Regions from separate parts of the Capra hircus genome. Here region 2 is linked to region 1. Evidence: chromatin contacts called from public Hi-C data. All regions are on one chromosome and are shown on one strand. Each heading gives the region's core, a stretch centred on a gene start, on an enhancer-like site or on the middle of the called end of the contact. The rest is flanking DNA. Distances are from core to core; before and after follow the strand shown.

Evidence for each region. A called contact is a pair of places that touch in the nucleus more often than the background predicts.
Region 2: a Hi-C map of blood shows a contact between it and region 1, with 4 times the contacts expected there. The contact joins two enhancer-like sites. A contact is called at or near these places in 4 of 5 Hi-C or Micro-C datasets (blood and liver).

The regions. Positions count from the first base shown.
Region 1 is chr14:38,608,931-38,611,647 of ARS1.2, reverse strand. No RefSeq gene overlaps it. Among named protein-coding and RNA genes, the nearest start is that of TPD52, 76 kb to the left of the region's middle. Within about 2 kb of position 1,422, at least 1 of the 5 cell types and tissues checked has an H3K27ac peak or open chromatin away from gene starts, as enhancers often do.
Region 2 is chr14:38,768,448-38,771,171 of ARS1.2, reverse strand. All of the region lies in intron 1 of TPD52 (tumor protein D52), which reads right to left. Among named protein-coding and RNA genes, the nearest start is that of MRPS28, 52 kb to the left of the region's middle. Within about 2 kb of position 1,276, at least 1 of the 5 cell types and tissues checked has an H3K27ac peak or open chromatin away from gene starts, as enhancers often do.

The sequences.
Region 1 (2,717 bases), core at 173-2,672:
CTTCCTTAAACTGCTCCCTCTGTTCAAAATGCAAAACAGTGCTTTCAAACTGGGCGTGCCTCCAGGACTTCCTCAAACCATTCTTTCCCCAGTCTTGTTCACCTGGCCTGCTTACCCCTACTTACCCCAGGTTTCTGAACCACTACTGGTTAGTGCCGCTGGCTCTTCAAAAACCCTGGACTGAATAAATGAAACATCTTAGGAAGAAACATCGTCCATGACATTAGCAATACACGTCTGCAGCTCAGGATACTGAGATAGCAAGGTACTAAGTTCCTAATAGGGGCTTCTCTGATGGCTTAACAGTGAAAAATCTGCCTTCAACGCAGAAGACAAAGGACATCCCTGCATGGTTTGATCCCTGGGTGGGGAAGATCTCCTGGAGGAGGAAATGGCAACCCACTCCAGTATTCTCACCTGAAGAATCCCATGGACAGAGTAGCCTGGTGGGTTACAGTCCACAGGGTCGCAAAGAGTCGGACATGAATGAGAGACAGCATGAGCTTACAAGTCCCTAACAGATCTACATTAAAAGACCCGTGATGATAACACGGCAGAGAAAATGAAAGCTACAGTCATTTGGAAACATAAGGACCTTATGAGAGAGGGAAAAGTGCCGTTTCGCAGAGCTTGTGCTCTTGAACACATCCTGGACAGCTTACTGTATCTAATGCAAAACCCAGTGATAAAGAAACTACTTAAAAACAGGAGGAAACTCTCAATCCTGGGGTTGAGGATTCATATAATGAGACGGGGGTGGGGAGGAGGTGGGGGGAGGAGAACTGTGCAAAAGCACAACCCACCAAGCTTTGCACAGAAAAGATCTTACCAGGGGAACCCCATGTGAGATCAGGCTGTAATTCAGTTTTTTCTCAGTAACATCTTACGGACCGCTTTCCTCAAGGATAACTGCAGGATGCAAGCATATAACCCTGTAGGGGGTAGGGAAGACTGGTAGGGTAAAGTGTTGGCGTTATCGGCCCACGTCATTTTTCAAAATCACTTTAGAGTCTGCTCTGGTTATTTTATGTTTCCTAATGGGCTATTTTTTTCAAAAGGCTTGTAGCCATTTTCAAATTCAATAACAGTCCATTAAATAGCATCAGGCTTTGGGGAAGGAAAGCAGCCGGCAGGGATAAAAAGAGGGAGGCTGGGAGGACAGAGGCAGTGGGCGCTTCCGCAGTGGTCACTGTAGTCCACGGCGACACCGCTGCACCCAGGGCCTGCATGTTAATAATGCGGTTCCCCCTTGGCATCTGCGAGCCCGAGAAGAGCTAGGTTTTAAAGTCAGCTGGCAGCTGGGCTCGTCCAGAGGAGCAGCTCCTTTCTGATGAAGCCCAGTTGTAGGATGCACAGTCATCTTGGCTGGTTGGAAATTACCGTAAATTCTTTACGACGTAATCTGTGGTGGTTTCAGCCGCCGCGCTCACTGGCAGCCCGCGAACCCGCGCCTGGCCCTTGGAGGAGAAAAGCAGTGGGTGTGAGGAAACACATGTCCTTTCCGGCTTCCGAGGGGAGTGAGGAAGCAACAAGCTGGCCGGGAGAAGCTCTGACAATGTGAGGAGCCTGCCGTGGACATTCCGAGGGGATGGCAACATCCTTCCGACCTCAGACACAAAGAGCAGCTTCTTCCTCTAGGAGGTGATGCAGTGTTCCCTGCCCTTCAGATGACTCGGCGAGACGCAGACCACAGAACTCTCTCCCGGGCTTCTCTTCCCATTTTCTTGGAAACGATGGTTTACTGTGAAAGTACAAGGAAGTCCACACATCCTCTAAAGTGATGAGATTCCTATAATAAAAAAAGCTAAAAAAAATGTCTTGGATGTATTAATATAAGAGCAGTATAAGCCTCATGGATAAATACACTGCCTCCCACAGCTAGAATTGAAGGATCTTTGCTTGCTTTTTCTCTCTTAAGGGTACTCAGAAAGATCAAGGACCATCAGACTCTGAGAACCCACATGCATACCATGTGTGTGCCCTGCTTGAGACACTTGGGTATTATAAACAACTCTTGCAGTGAAATTGAGATGTTGACTGACAGAACACGCCAGTTAGGACATCCTACGCTGATCGTCCATCTTCCTCTTTTCCTGGGCAGCCTCAGGAGTGAAGAGAGATAGGCTTTGGATTCAGGAAGGCAGAAAATTAAATCCTAGCCAGCTTGATTGCTCCCTCTCTTCTCTCCCTAACAAGTGAATTCAATGGGCCTCAAGTTAAATACTTTACCTCTCAAAGCCCGTAGAGTGGGAGTGATTATATATATATACATATCAAAAATTACGTAAAAATACAAAAATATTCATCAATATAAAATACATACTGTATATACTATATATTATTTTTGGAGTGACAATATTATCTCACAGGATGATTGGTAGTTATTTTTATTGGAGATTAATTGCTTTGCAAGTTGTGATGGTTTCTACTGTACAGCAGCGTTAATCAGTCATAATTACATATATATATATATATATATATTTCCCCTTCCTCTTGAGCCTCCCTCCCACCCCCGCATCTCACCCTTAGGTCATCACAGAGCACCAGGCTGAGCTCCTTGTGCTACACAGCAGCTTCCCGCTAGCAAACAGGGTAGTGTGTATATGTGAATGCTACTCTCTGTTAGATTGGTAGTTTTAAATGATGTGATCACTCTTCCCCCAGTTTCTGGTTTTATTTTCTTGACAGTGATTCTCACTGCCTGAAATTACCGGAGT
Region 2 (2,724 bases), core at 27-2,526, 160 kb before region 1:
ACCAGGAGGAGCGCTCCTTTAAGTCCCAAGACACAATGTTTTCTTCTACGTTTTATGTCTTCTTACTGGAGATCATTGTACAACCAACTGGCTAAGTGGTCCTTGTGGTATCATTGTTTATCACCTGCCTCTAAATGTGCAAACCTAGAATACAAGGTCCTAATGTCACACCCTTATCTTTACACCTCAGGACTCGCAGCACCCAGAATAAAGCAAATGTTTGTAAATAGTTCATTGGAACTGGCTTATTCGTTAAAGATTTGTTCAAAGTAAGTTTCTCTTTTCTCTCCTCCCCTCCCTATGCCCCATGCATAGCCATCCATTTGCCACTTATTTCCTAAAATTTCAACCAGGGAAGAAACTAGTTTTTTAAATAAAAATTTAGAACCTACCATTAAAGCTAAGCCAGAACTGAGAGCTTGGTGGGTACCTCTCTGCTCAGTGTAGTTTAGGTGCAGCCCAGGCCACCCCAGAATGGAACCCCTCACCTAAGCAGTTCTCTCTTCCATCCAGTTCTTCATCTTTGATTTTTTTCCAGTTAAAGTCAACTGTTCCCCTTCAAGCCTTTCTATGATTGTTACTTAAAACTTTTACAATCATCTTCACACAATTTTAAATCTGAAAATAATTTTGGATCATTTAAATTCAAACACTTCATTGTGTAAACATAGGAAACACAGGGCAGAGATTTTTAAAATCAGATGACGTTGTGGGTTGACTTGCATCTGCCCCAAAAAAAGATATATTCTGCTTCCAACTCCCAGGACCCATAACGATGTGTTTTTATTTGGCAACAGGGTCTTTGCAGGTGTAATCAAGATGACATCATACTGGGCTGGAGGGTGGAGTGGGCTCTAACCCAATGGCTGGTGTCCCTACAAGTAAAAGGAAGTTTGGATCAGTGACCCGGAGAGAACACTGTGTAAAGATCCAGAGCACACAGAGACAGAGGGAGCACCCGGTGTGATGCGGCCGGGCAGAGACTGGAGGGATGTAGCGCCAGCCAAAGCAAGCCAGGGGGCTTCCCTGGTGACTCAGTGATAAAGAATCTATCTGCCAATGCAGGAGGCGTAGGTCCAGGATCTACACAGATCTCTGGTCCAGGAAGATCACACATGCTGCCGAGCAACTAAGCCCTCGCACCACAACTATGGAGCCTGTGCTCTAGAGGCTGGGAGTCCCAACTACGGAGCCCACCCGCCACAACTGCTGAAGCCCGCATGCCCCAGAGCCCGTGCTCCACAAGGAGAGAAGCCACCGCAATGAGCAGCTCACACACCGCAGCGAGAGCCCGTGCTCCACAAGGAGAGAAGCCACCGCAATGAGCAGCTCGTGCACCGCAGTGAGAGAGTAGCCACCCACTCCCTGCTGCTAAGGAAAAGCCCAAGCAACAGCGAGACGCAGCACAGCCAAAATAAATAAACTGTAAAAAATTTAAAAAAGACAGGCGTTACCAGCAGGAAGCTAGGAAGAGGCAAGGAAAGATTTCCCTGCAGGTGTCAGAGGGAGCATGGCCCCGCCAACAGAGGTAATATATTTCTGTCATTTTAAGCCCCTCAGTCTGGAGCACTTCGTCATGGTAGCCCCAAAGAACTGAGCCCCAGGAAACTGAACCCCAAACCCATTACCTGTTTAAAAAATAAAAAGGAAATAATACCATCTAGCTCTCTGGGTTTTTATAAGAATGTTTTAAAGGGTCATGAAATAAAAGGTGGGCACATACTCAATGTTTGATGAGTACCTGCTGTGACTTACTTTCCTGGTCCTACAAGTCATCCTGGCTACTTCCTCTCCTCTTCTCTGCCATGAAGCTTGCCCCACAGGGCTCACTTCCTCACCTCCCATCACTCTCCAAGCCCCTCGTCCCCCTTCAGCTAAGGACAGCTCTCCATCAGGATCTCATGGGACAGCTCCAAGCTGCCCAGACTGAACCTCACTCAGAAGTCTCTGGTCCCCTGACCCCTCCCCGCCCCCTCGCCCTCCCTAGGTTTTCTTCCTGCCTCCCTGAGATGTGGCTCCATCTCCCTCTCTGCAAGCCCACTTCACGCCCCACCTCTGATCCCACCCCACGCAGGCTGTCACCATGCTTTGCTTATAGATTCTTGCCCCAAAGCTCCGCGTTGGTTGCTGTCTCCTCCACTCCAATCACTATCCTGCCACCAGAGTGCGCTGTCTGAAACGTGTCTCAGACTAGGGCACTCCTTGCCTTCAATTCCTGTATGGCTGCCCACCCCCTAGGAAAGCTCACTGCTCCTGACAATCTGGAGCCCACCGACTCCACTTCCTGCTCCTGTCCTCATTGCCACTCGAGGCTCTCATTGCATCGTCCAAACTGCAGTTCCTCTAGGGAATCATGTTTTACTGATTTTTTTTTTTTTTAAGGAATGTATTAACACAAAGGGTAAGATAAAGTAAATGGCTTCCCACGTTATTTTTCCCAATTTTTTTATTATGGTAAAATATATAGCATACCATTTACCATCTTAACCATCTGTTAATAATTTAATTTTTTAAACAACAAAAACATTGTGTATTGGGGTACAGCCAATTAACAACACTGTGATAGTTTCAGGTGAACAGTGAAGGGACTCAGCCATACATACATATGGATCCATTCTTCCCCAAACCCTCCTCCCATCCAGGCTGCCACATAACATTGAGCAGAGTTCCCTGTGCTATACAACAGGTTTTTGTTGGTTATCTATTTTAAATAGAGCAGTGTGT